Linked DNA regions of Danio rerio: all the other regions are linked to region 3. The links are chromatin contacts, called in public HiChIP or PLAC-seq and Micro-C maps. All regions are on one chromosome and are shown on one strand. The core of a region is the stretch at or near the end of the contact, and the rest is flanking DNA. Distances in the headings are between cores, read along the strand shown. Region 1 holds the start of tlx2 (T cell leukemia homeobox 2). Region 2 holds the start of aup1 (AUP1 lipid droplet regulating VLDL assembly factor). Region 3 holds the start of pcgf1 (polycomb group ring finger 1).

Evidence for each region. Hi-C and Micro-C count contacts between places; a contact is called where the count stands out from the background. HiChIP or PLAC-seq counts read pairs in DNA pulled down with a chosen protein or histone mark.
Region 1: a contact with region 3 is called in an H3K4me3 HiChIP or PLAC-seq map of embryo, with 3 times the contacts expected there. The contact joins the promoter of tlx2 here to the promoter of pcgf1 in region 3. A contact is called at or near these places in 1 of 18 Hi-C or Micro-C datasets (embryo) and 1 of 4 datasets of contacts at active chromatin or transcription factors (embryo).
Region 2: a contact with region 3 is called in a Micro-C map of caudal fin, with 10 times the contacts expected there. The contact joins the promoter of aup1 here to the promoter of pcgf1 in region 3. A contact is called at or near these places in 2 of 18 Hi-C or Micro-C datasets (caudal fin and an unstated tissue) and 1 of 4 datasets of contacts at active chromatin or transcription factors (embryo).

The regions. Positions count from the first base shown.
Region 1 is chr14:6,206,285-6,210,775 of GRCz12tu, forward strand. It overlaps tlx2 (T cell leukemia homeobox 2), which reads right to left and starts at 2,211. Exons shown (of 4, transcript NM_153651.2): 1 at 1,306-2,211. The coding sequence starts at 1,780.
Region 2 is chr14:6,362,234-6,366,743 of GRCz12tu, forward strand. It overlaps aup1 (AUP1 lipid droplet regulating VLDL assembly factor), which reads left to right and starts at 3,146. Exons shown (of 12, transcript NM_199690.2): 1 at 3,146-3,300. The coding sequence starts at 3,260.
Region 3 is chr14:5,935,767-5,940,346 of GRCz12tu, forward strand. It overlaps pcgf1 (polycomb group ring finger 1), which reads right to left and starts at 1,303. Exons shown (of 9, transcript NM_001007158.2): 1 at 1,166-1,303. The coding sequence starts at 1,252.

The DNA.
Region 1 (4,491 bases), core at 961-3,460, 270 kb after region 3:
ACACACTGGCAACATTTAGCTCCCTGCAACCACTGCATCATGATTCATTTGTCCTAAAGGCCCAGAGAGACAATAGCTCAAGAATATAGACGTGACATGGTGTCATAAAAAGGATTCCACAAGAAATTGTGATTTTAAAGCCATTGTGTTTTTATGAGCAATACAAGCTGAGTCTACAGGCCGAGGGGATGTTTGGTTCTGCTGTGCGCCGGAGTTCAATGCAACATCACGCGGGCTGTCTCAATATAAAAAAAAATGAATCGCCATAAACATTTTAGAAGATTATCTTTGTGTTACTTGTCAATTTTATTTAGATGTTCTGCTGGTTATAAGCTAATGGCGTGTTTAAGGGATTTCTGTAATTAATCGAAGCGCAATACGTTGTGTAAAACTTCATGTATTTTAGCTAAAGAAAAAAAGAACAACAACTAGCTATGAAAATCATCGACCTGAATATAATAAAAACACTGAACATCAGTTCATTTTAGAATAAAGTAAATGTTGCTCTAGACAAAAAAATAATCTTGAGTATACTGTTAATCCAAGATATTTACGCACGTATTCTTTTATATGCAATCTTAAATTAAATGTGATTATATTATATCTAAATTAAATTAGATTAAATGTGAATATATTATATGTAAATGGTAAAAAGAAATCTTAAAGCATTTTAATGTTTTACGTTTTGAAGATGTTAAGAGGCATATACTAGTTATTTTTATTTAATTTATGCATTTATTGCTTACAATATTAATATATCCTATTCTTTATTCAAGCAATCCTTTAATTGTTTTAAAAGTAGCAGTATTACTGCACGCAACGGTAATGTAAAAATAGCGTAGCAGTTTATGTGTTGTTATTATTATTCATATTTATGTGTTGTTTCTCTGCTGCTGTTTTTTTAAACGTCTGCATTTTTATAGAAATTTATGGTCTTAATTTTCCATTCAATATACATTTATGGGCTTAATTTACATCAATTTACGTTAATTCAGCATGTTCTCTCTACGTAAAATTAATCCATTCAGTGAGGTACACTCTAAAAATGCTGGGTTGTCATAACACAACGTCGGGTCAATGTTTTTAATTAATTTTAAATAAAAAAGTCTTTTTAATCTAACAGCTGGGTTTGTCCATTTTGACCCAACGTTAGGCTACAACAACCCTGCATTTTCAGACTGTATTGATATTAGTTATAGCTAGACATTGACTGAAAAGCAAACGGATTGTCAGTCCTCGTTATCATTGGTCATAATTACACTATTTCTCCCAAAATTAATGGCTTTAAATATCATCAAGTGTTACCTGTCAGTCTATCCTTCGCAAACCTTCTGCTGCTCTCCATCCAGGGGAACGTGAAACTGTGGGGGCTGCCCATACTGGGTACTGTGGGCATAGTGGGAATTCCCGCCGCGATGCTCGGTGGATGGCCAGCCGTCGGTTGGTGAGGTGCGGGTGGCATGGGTCTGTGGGCCGGGACGCGGATGACACCTCCAGCGTTCCCCGAGTTCACATTAACGTTCATATTCATGCTCACATTCATGTTCATGTTTACGTTGTAGGAACCTGCTAGTCCTGCCGCCATCGAACAGGCCGGATACATGCTGTTGTAGCCGTTGTAGACGTTCGGCGTGAGCGCGTAGTCCGGGTCGCCGGTTCGGCTGGGCAGCATGCAACTACTCGACTGGTCCGAGCCATTGAGGATCTGATCTATTCCAAAGCTGATGGTTTCGTGCTGCTGGTGGGTCTGGTTCACCTCTTCGATCCCCGTGTGCTCCATCTCCGCGGTTCTATATGTTACGCACAGCTTGGAAGGTTGTTTAATTCCTAAAACTTAGATTTATTCCCAAAGGTGTTTATTTAGAAAACAAAAAAACAAAAAATATTCTTCCTTGGAGTGTTTAGAGCCCATGCAATTAATATCAATGCCACACCACACACACATACAAAAAATACGAACAGAAATCACTCCCTCGCGATCAAATCGGCGTTATCCAACACTTTCTTGCACTGCGTCTGTCTGTTGCTCAGTTCCATGATGATGCCTAAAAAGCAGCTCGACCGTGCTCCGCGGTTAAACCCCGGAGTGATGAGTTGCCAAGTTGTAGCAAAGAAAACTGACGCGTTTCTGGAGTACCTCAGAAAGGCGCACGGCCCAGACTTGAGCTCATCGCTGTTATCTAAAGTGAAGTGTTAACTGTCCGATACGTGCATATTAATTGTCGTGAGCTGAAAATGTCCTGTTCACGCTCCTCTTGAAGTGATCTCGAGCAGGTGAGACAAACCCCTTCTGCCCAAACTCTGTCACGCGCCTCTCCATTGGCTCTTGCGCGCTTCTGTAGACAATGCCTCTCGCCCGCACCCCGCTCTTAAAGAGCCCGTTCTGTTTTTTTACTAGGGCTGTTTCACAGTTCACGCTTTAAAATAAACCGTTTCATGTTCATGGAGGGAATAAAAATAGCAGTAGAGTTATGATAAAATTTTTTGATGCAATTATAGTTTAACAATATTTTTCTCAGTTTCTCTAAAAAATAGCAATGAGGCATTTTTTGGAGTTATCAATGTTTTTGGGGAAATTGTTTGGCAAATTAAAATCTGTGTGGTTACCCAGCTTGCAGGAAGCCATTTTGATGTCATGTGACAATAAAACGTACAACAGGCTGTGGGTCAAGGTCAATTTTTTAACACATTTAATTGTTTCTATTGTTGCTTAAAACTTGTTGTGCTTCATTAATATGGCGTATTTTTCTTAATACATGGATATTTGTATAGTTTATGGTATACAGTCTCAAATGAAACCAACCTGAATAGAAAAATAATGGATTTAACGTAATGGCTTAATTATCTTGTTTGCTAACCTTTTTAAGGTAAGACATTTTTCTGACCTAATAATAATAATAATAATAATAATAATAATAATAATAAGGTCATACGCCGCATTAAAAAAAACATATGCCAGAATAATTGGCGATTTATTCCGCTGTGGCGGCCCCTGATGAGTTAGGGATTATAGTGAGTGAACAATAGGCTAATATATTATTATTAATAATAATTATAGTAACAATGACAATAATAATAATAATAATAATAATAATAATAATAATAATAATAATAATAATTGCGCCTGGAAAGTCATACGCCGCATAAAAAAACATATGCCAGAGTAATTGGCGGTTTATTCCGCTGTGGCGACCCCTGATGAATCGGGCAGGCCTACTAAGCCCATGTATAGTAAATAATAATAATAATAATAATAATAATAATAATAATAATAATAAACACATTTGATGTTTAATGATTTGAAAGACAACATGCCAAACTAATGCATATTACTATTAATTTCCCCATTGATTAAAAACCTAAATGTTCGGATCAATTAAGAAAAGGGCTCTTAAGGTTTCGTCAAGGGTACAGAAACATGCAGCTTTACACATGGCAATGCGTTTGCTTAATCAAATGAAACTGAATTTCATTGAAGTGCACTTGCCTTTGGCTGCGTAAAATAAAGGGCCAAGCCAGAGAAGCATCAGTTGCCTTTAGTGATGCAGAAGCCGGTGTGATTGGCGCAAATAATTTAACCTTTTTTTCGCCTGAAGCTACAGTGGAAGATTCTCCTCTTTCAATTCAATAAAAATGAAAAATGGCGCATAATAAAACCTGAAAGCAAGGAAAACGAATTTAATATATCATCGTTTTATTACGTACTTATTTCAGCTTTCGCTCGAATAAAAATATTTCTCCGCAGCACAAAGTGGCTAGAGGGAAGCATAAAAATCAATTTTCTGAATACAAAGCTGTATCAATAATAAGCGCTCTTGTGTGTCTCAATAGCAGGAAAACATGTTGTTGGTTCTCAATGATATCGAATCAAGCAACCCGGAGTCGTGGCTTTTAACTGCACCAGGTCGTGTCGTGAAACAACAACATCAAAACCCATCTCAGTCACAGCCAGGCTTTGAAAATGGGCGTTTGTTGTCATATGTGAAAACGTCATCATTTGGGCATGCATGCATGCAGATTGTGCATATTCAAACCGAAGCTATTGCTTTACATAAATGATGATTATATTTCATTGCTTTGGCAAAATGGTGATGATGATGAAGATGATGGTGTTTAGTCGGGATCATTAACGTATAGAACAGAGATGCCCAAAGTAGGGCCCAATGTAATGTAACCTTTGATTTGGCCCATCATTCCATCTGAGAAGAGAGTGAGAATGATGGAGAGGGCTGGGGCAAATGCTTTCAACACAGAGATCGCCATTTCTAATTTAATAACGTTGTTCGTTTGTTTCATTGCAGAGAAAGAGAAAACGAATTAAATGGTTCAGTTAAATGTTGTAAATTAATCTGATTTTTCCCAGTACTGACTTGCGGGCATCCGCTGCGTAAAACATATGCTCAAATAGTTGGCGGGTCATTCCGCTGTGGTGACCTCTGAAATACAGACTAAGCCGAAGGAGAATGAATGAATTAATCTGATTTTTTAAAA
Region 2 (4,510 bases), core at 1,896-4,395, 430 kb after region 3:
TCAGAGGAGTGAGGATTGCCTGCATAGCACTTCACTTTCTGGCCTCTGTTACACTCACTCCCCTAAAGCTCACTCCTATCCCGGACGAGCCCCCATATGTATCCCACCGGTCCTACTGCACCCAACCCGGTCTGAGCTGGGATTGATTCTTTGTATGGGAGTCGGTTGCTCTAACAAGGAGGCTAAAGACCATGACCTGTAGCGTCTGTCTGTTGTTACTAGTGTTACTAGACCTCACTTCTCTTACCTCAAAAGGTGCTCTAGCGACAGACACTGGAGGCGAGGGTCTTTAGCCTCCTTGTTAGAGCAAATGACTCCCATACAAAAAAATCGCTGGCTCGATCCTAGCTCAGACTGTGTCGGGTGCAGTAGGAACGGTGTGTTACATTTGCACCATATGTCACATATCAATATATGTAGGCAATATATAGGCATATCCTTTTCCCTAAATAAAGAGGGGCTTACAGCTTTTTATTTATTTTTTCATTCATATTTTAATTAATCATTTATTTGCTTATTTACAATGTCTTCATGTTATTTTTATGTAAAAAAAAGCTCATTTTATTTTATTTTTTATTTTAAAGAACATCTTCTAATACCAGCTCGTTCCCCGTGCACTTTTAGGCCTTAAAGTCTCGTTCTTTTAGCAATGCGTTAACCAAGCCATCTGTTAACAGGTCTGGTCCGACAGCGTGAGTGTGTGCGAGTTCACCTGAGGGCCCAAATTCATTTATTGGTCCACTCTCGTCTGCAGCCCTGTAGTAAGATTGAGCTGTGCTCAGGCCGCGGGGCTGAAGGCCAGATCTGGACCAAGAGAGCCGGGCCAAGCCTTACAGACGGACATTAGGCCAAACCCGAGTTAAAATCCTATTAGTTTCAGCTGGGAATCAGATTATCGTCGTCGAGAATCACTCGTCTGGCAACTAGGGTCTAATTTACGCCAATCAACAGCAATTATTGAGGGGAAGGGGAGCATCTATTAGGGAAGCTCATCCACTTAGGCTAATGAATGGGGCAGATTCAATCTTTTACTGAAGAGACGGATTTGGGAACTGCAGCTGCGGGCGAATACACTGCGTTCAAGGGGCTCCACTGTTATCTGTTCATTGTGTGTTTGTGTGTGTGTGAGGACTGTTCATTTGTATAGTGACTTTTATTATAGATGGCAGCCATATGGATCAGGCGTTTCAGATTTTCAGGATCACAGAGTTTATTGCCTTTGCAGTGTATGCTGGGATCAATACATGACAAACTGTGTTACCTGCTTTGTCAATATCTACTGTCAGGCTGATCAAGAAGAGATTTAGTTTGCAACAGTTAGTGTGCCATTTTTAATTCCGATTCGCTTGCAAGAAGAACAATTATTAGGAAAATTGTGTTTTTTATGTTTTTTTTTTATTTATTACACTATGGTATACGCTGAAAAGAGTCACTGACAGGAAATTACAGAAAAGCTGAAGCATTGTTTTTAGAAGGGCTTAAGAGTGGGAGTAATGGCATGGAAAACACAAAGCTTGTGGCGCTCTCTAGTGTTTGGGGACCGCAAGTGTTTCCTGTAAAAAATATATATATATGCCACGGCTAATTCAGACTGTTGATATTCAATGTTAATACATATAGCCTACCTCTGCTGCTTAAATGCGACAAGCACATTTACTAGACACACATCTGACAGTAAATATCGGATAAGAACACCTAGAGCTATTCTATCTTTAAGAGAGAAGAGGTATGCACATAGATCATACCATGCAGACTGTTTCAGAAAAGTCGATCATATGATTTGGCATATATTGAAACAACAGTTATGATAATATCACAGACGATATACACTAATCGGCCACTTTATTAGGTACACCTGTCCAACTGCTCGTCAACACAAATTTCTAATCAGCCAATCACATTGCAGCAACTTAATAAAATAAGTCATGCAGACATGATCAAGGAGATCTTCTTTAGGTCAAACCGAGCATCAAAATGGGGAAGAAAGTTGATTTATGTGACTTTGAACGTGGCATGGTTGTTGGTGCCAGACGGGCTGGTCTGAGTATTTCAGAAACTGCTGATCTACTGGGATTTTCACGCGCAACCATCTCTAGGGTTTACAGAGAATGGTCAGAAAAAGAAATGTCTTGTTGATGCTAGAGGAAAATGGCCATCCACAGAAATGACAACTGACCCAGCCGGGACTCGATCCAGAACCTTCTTGCTGTGAGGCGACGGTGCTAACCACTAAGCCGCCCCTTATTAATGTTTATATTAAGTTTATTTATGGTGCTTTTGACAAGATTTGTTGTTTCAATACGTATATCAATTGTGGGAAAGTAGAACCAATTCTACAGAATGACCCATATATCAAAATGATTCCAATGAAATGCTTATTAATTGTTCACGCATAACAACAAAAAGGGTAGAAAAACTGCACACTGTATGGAATGTATGTAATGCATATTCCATAACGCAAGATGTCAGCCTTCAACTTGAAAAATGCATATAAAAAAGCACGCAAATAAGAAGCTGAAAGGTGAGTTGTCCTTTAAAACTCAAGTGGAACGACGAAGTTTCATGCATCAGCTTTTCCACTCTTGCCTTTGAGTAACAGTTTTACAAGGGCGCCGCAAGAGGTCGCTGCACTTTCATCATGCTTAAAGGTTAATTATTATATGTATATATCTTTTTTTACAACTATTACTATTTATTACTATTTATCTTTTTATGTAAACTTTATTAATGCTTTGGCAATACATTTGTAACATTTGTCATGCCAATAAAGCAATTATTGAATTAAATTGAATTAAGACAGACAGACAGACGGATAGATAGATAGATGGATGGATAGATAGATAGATAGATAGATAGATAGATAGATAGATAGATAGATAGATAGATAGATAGATAGATAGATAGATAGATAGATAGATAGATAGATGCTCGTTTTGTGTTTAGCGTTATATATACAACAATTAATATTGTATACATTACAGCTGTTTTAAATCTTGAAAACACAAATTCAACTTCTAAACACCAATCAGATGTGCTGCCAAAAACCACGTGATTAAGCACGGAAGTTACTCCGGAGTGCCTGATCGCCTTTCTGTCGTGAAGTTCTTTGCGCTTCATCTAGAAACATCAGCCGCGTCTCAACATGGCGAAAAACAGCACAGGCTAATAGCGGCTAGCGTTTCTCCCCCCTCACCTTCCGTTTAATCCCGAGGAATAGTATGCAGCAGCCTTTGAAAATATCCCAGAAAGATTTTAAATAATGGAAACGCGGGGGATTGAGCAGATGTTCGACTTCCAGCGGTAATTTACTCCCATTTAAAGCTTTGAAAACAGTTGCAGCGCTAACACAATTAGCCTTAGCATGTACAGCATCAAAACTCTCTAAAACACAACCGCGTCAAGGCTGTTAGCGTCTCATAAATGACACTCAGACCCGTGCATCAGGATATCAATAGGAAAGATCAATGCTTTCTGAATTATTTGGACTGTTATAATAATTTACTGTACAATGTTTAGCAGAAATGCTAATGAAACAGTACTATATGCTCTATAAGACATTCATGCAGTTTACGAAACTGGCTGTGTCGTAATTGAAACATGTAAACACACGATGTGTATAAGCACAACGAGTCTTCGTATTTGAGATTCTGACATCAGTAAGATTTGTTGCATTCAGTACACATGATCTACATTAAGTTTACATAGATGTATGATGATATTTCAGCTGATATTCTCCACAAAAGCCAAGTCATTAATCCATAACCAGTGCCAAACAGAATCTGCGGACATTTTTCGGTATCTCTGGAAATAACAATACACGAATTTAAGCGGGATTATTTTCAAATTGTAGTAATTAAAAACATAACAAATTAAATAAATATATCATTTACTATGTAAATTGTGTTGAACAAAGTTTCTCATATAAAATATCTACACTAAAATGCAGTGTTTCTCACAATTCCTTCATGTTGTCACAACACAAATTAAGTTAACTCATTCATGTTTACGAATTTAAGTTGATTGAACATGAATTAATTTGTGCCAAAAAAGTAAGAATTTTGTTGTTTCAACTTATTTAAATGAGTAGTTTGAACGAGCATATATAAAGTAAAATATGATAAAGAAATATTTTATATTCTTTTGCATGTGGTTAATATGTATAAACTATTAACAGATTGAATTGACAGAAATGGTACTATATTGTGTTATATATTGTTATCAGGATATGATATGACTTGTTTCATGATATGAGATTTTTTGTCACACTGCCCAGCCCTATAAACATTTGCGTAATGCAATAAATTAATAATGTAATAAACATACATTTACACACATTTAAATCAGCAAATAGACTCAATGATGTGCTAAATAATCTGAAATTAAAATTTATTTATAGCTGAGCAACTCCAGCATTATGGATGTGGCATTTGCAGTAAAAATTCAAAACATAAATTCATGTTAACGTTATATTGTAACATCTGTTTATTCTTTCCAAAACAACTAACCACAG
Region 3 (4,580 bases), core at 53-2,552:
GATTGGAATTAGCATGCAAGTATGACTTCAAACAACATTAACACTATCTAATTCACTGTGAACAATATTGTACTTTGATCGTCATTTGCTGCTAATATGATTGTCCCATTTAGAATTTGCAAATAATACTTTTCTGAAATTATGTTATTTAAGAGAAAGTCTGAATATCCGAATATAAAACCAACTTTACCTCTATTTGTTTAATATCCTACTGAGAGAAAAAAAGTGACCTTGAATGGTCAGAGAGTCAGTAAAAAAACTATTTTTGACTGAACAGTCAAACTGCATGACTGCTTAAAAGTGAAAGGCAAACTAGATATGACCAAAGCAATTTCAACTGTAACAATTGCTTAATTAACTTAAAGCTAAATGATTAAGTATGTTTTTTTAAGACTTAAAAGCCACCCCTGACAACTGTGTGAGTTACAAAAGCGAATTCTGTTGCGTACAACTATCACACGCACGCTCATTTCACTTGGAGCGCGCTTCAGTTTTCAGCAAGTCAGGTGTCAAAATTGTAAACAAACCTGCCATTGGTTAAACGAACCACCAAAGTATCTCCGCGAGTGCGGGTTTAGTATCAATCACTGCCAGCACCACAAGCTACTGAATTAAACATGGAATCGATGTCGAGGTAAGAAAACGCCAAGACACACAAATGCACCTTAGGGGTCACATTACGTCCCATGACTGGATTCTGAAGTGAACGCATATCCCGTCAACACGGGCACGCGCTACAGTTAAAGCACGTTGCATTATATCATATCGATGCACTTGTTCGCTCGTAAGAGCCAGTGCGCATTAATAAACATGTGGGACATCAGATCGCAACACGAGACATGCAGGGTGACCGTTATATTAGTGCAGAGTTTTATCAGCGTGTTCAGTTTTGGAGTTGGGACAAACTACAGGGCACGAGCTTCGACCTGGACCAGATCTGACAAGAAAAGCCTCGCCACGGAGAACAAAAACACAATCGCTAGACACAGTGGATTGATTCTTCGCAACACTCACGCCTGCGCAGACACGCAGCTCGGGCTCGCGCTCCATCTCTCGGCTTTCGCGCCACACAGATTATCGCTCCTCTCACGCGCGTTTACAGCACACGCGGGTGGAGAGCGGCGATGAACGGGACGCTGAAGCGATTTTTGTTTCTTTCACTCACCTCGTTTCTTAGAGGGTCGAGCTTGTAGACGTTCTGCAGCTGATTTCTTAGCCGCATAGCTATCGCCATCGGACCTTGCTCCGCCATCTTTGGGAATTCTGCATACTTCCGGGTAACGGGAGAGTGGGTGAGTTCGGTCGCTGAGAGGCGGGGGGACCTGCTGGTTCTTCCACACACAATCATTTCCATCCCACGCTGACATTATCACCGGGTCTTTCGAAAGCTGCAACTCACAGTAACATAATTGTGAAAGTGGTAGTTGACAGCGTAATAGGCTTCCCACTGTCAGGAACAGATTTCAGACGGAATTTAAACGGAGGTTAACTAAATTAGATATTAAAGTAAATTAAAGTGAATAAATTGCGAATCTGCCATTGAAAAACCCATTATGAGCACTTAATTTTTTTTAACATGAACCTTTTTTTTTGGTTGAAGACTTGATACTAAAACCATTTGAGATGATTTTCCTCCTCTTATAGCTTGTTTCTTAAAACCATAATATTGCATTATTATAATTATGTCACTTTGTTGCTGTTAAATCTGAGTGAAATGAGGATTTTTATTTAAATGATGTAAAACAACTGTGTATTTGTTCTAGTAAGCAGTCAATTTTTTGACAAAATGAATCGAATAAGTGCTAAAAGATATGCATGAGCAGTATTAATTAAAATAGCAGCCTAATATTTCACTTATTTTGCTGGAAATTATAAAAACAAGCATGAATTTTGTAAAGATTCTTGCCCCTTTGGTTGAGTTTGACCAATTACAAACACCTTTTCTTCCTTATGGTTTTTATTTGTTATAACTTTGGCAGTCAGGCAACACAGTGGCTCAGTGGGTGGCACAATCGCCTCACAGCAAGAAGGTCACTGGTTAGACTCTCTGCTGGGTCAGTTGGCATTTCTGTTTGGAGTCTGCATGTTCTCCCTGTGTTCTAGTGGGTTTCCTCCGGGTACTTCAGTTTCAAGTCCAAAGACATGCGCTATTGGTGTATTGGTTAAGCTAAGTTTCCGTAGTGTGTGATTGAGTGTGTATGGATGTTTCCCGGTGATGGGTTGCTGCTGGAAGGACATCCGCCGTGGAAAACATATGCTGGATAGTTTGGCGGTTCATTCTGCTGTGGCGACGCCAGATTAATAGAGACTAAGCGGAAAAGAAAATGAATGAACTTTGGCAGTTTGTTTTTTTTTCAGGTCTGACCAATTATTATGTGACAATAATTTACCATTATCAGCATCAATAATCAGCAGCACAACAACACTTTATTTTATTTTTCACTTTGTTTAACAGTTCAAAAAAGAAATCCAAAAGTTTACATTCTTAATCACCTGTTTCTAAATGGTCTGTCTCTAAAAGGGAGGGCGACGTATACCCCCCCAGTATGTATATATATATATATATATATATATATATATATATATATATATATATATATATATATATATATATATATATAATCATTATAATATTTATATATATATATATATATATATATATATATATATATATATATATATATTTATTTATATTTATATATATCATTATAATATTTATATATATCATTATAATATTTATATTGTATAATAAATGATTATCAGCCCAGCCCTATCTACTTGTGTATAAGTGTGACGAGGTCGACGTGGAGCGGCTTCCAGGTCCAAGCGCTATATCAAACTGTATGGGGAGATTTATTAAATGATAATAATAAATGTTTACAAAGTGATGTAATACTTTCGAAAATCATGAATATATATATCCATGCTTAATATCAGATGACCAGAAAGTGATTAATTTTTATAAATTCTTAACATTTTGGTATTTGTGATGCAGCAAGTCCAGAGATTGTTGTGTACACTAAAATTTACTTTAATGTGTGATATGACTAAAAAGTGGTCATGAACAAAATATTTTCCTAATTCAAATGAGTGGCGGCTTGCACCCGGAAACAGTATTCCATACGTCACCGATACGTCACAACTTAAAAAGCGGATAATGATATATACTTATATGAATCATCTAATTAACCTTTTTCTCTTTCTTTTCCTGGAAGGGTTCCTTGGATGTGAAAGGTTCTTTTTTATGAAACCATTAGTTCAATATGAAAAAATAAAAAATATATGTGTTTTTAAGAGTTTTGAGTGCTGTAAGAATATGTATTACCAATTACCATGTTTATTTTTACTGCAACATTTCAGCTGTCATTGAGTGCAGATGTCACATTCTTAGTTCTTGAATGTGTCACACACAACCAGTTTAGTGGATTGTTGCATAACTGTTTGTTTATCACTCGGCTAATAACATTAAAATGTTTTCTTTCCTAAAACCATAATGATGACAAGAAGTCTGTAAAACTAATATTGTGAAAGGGCAATATCCCTCAGCATATACAATTTTTAACAGTTCAACCATTGTACATTTTCTTTTTAAGACCAAAAATTGAAAATTACTTGCCCTCAATTGGTTCCATAAATGTTTGAGTTTCATTTTGCTGTTGAAAGCAAAATATTATTTTTAGAAAATGTTGGAGACCTGTAACTATTGACTTCCATAGAAAACAAATAATATGAAAGTCAATGGTTACAGGTTTCTGACATTTTTCAAAATAACTTATTCTGTGTTAATGTTTGTGACAAGTGAAGGGTTAGTACATGATGACCAAATTTTCAGTTTTGGGTAACTATTGCTTATACAATTTGATTGCTTCTTATACATTTGATTGTAGCTGTCTAATTTGATTGATTGCTTCCTGAAAAGCTATTTTAAGGTTAACACAACTGAATGATACAAGTTGTCTATAGACCTTACTTATTTAACCAATTTAAAACAACGGTCTTTAAATAGCTAGTTGGCCATGCGTTGAAAAGGTGTAATGCTGCAACATAACCACTAGATGTCCCTGTTCACTTTAACGTTGCTATCGGAGATTCCTGTAATGCTTCAGAAGCAAGAGAACAGCCCACACTTGTTCTACAGCTCAAAGTCTGGTTTCTGCTCTTTTTCATGACTTTTGGAATTTAGCAAATGCACATTCATCATGATTGGTTGCAATTCAAGTTTATTTCTGAACACAATCACATGCGTCTTAAAAACCTTCAGTAGTGGTTAATTATTACCACACAAATGGGGAAATGTTTGATTGTCTTTTTGCAGTTTGTAGATAGTTGGTCTGCACAAGTAATGAAAAAAGCATTTAACTTTTTTTTTTCTTGTGTTTGAAAATTCATTGCACAACATAAAAGATGGGTTGCTTAAACCCAAAGCTGCATTAAATATGGACGAATCCAACAGTTTGGTTTGAAAAATATCATTTAAATAAAAACAAATAACCCTACATTGGGTTTGTATATACAGCATTTCTTTTAGTGTGTAGAACAAAGTATCTTTATGTGCATTGTTTTCCTCATTTTATCCAATA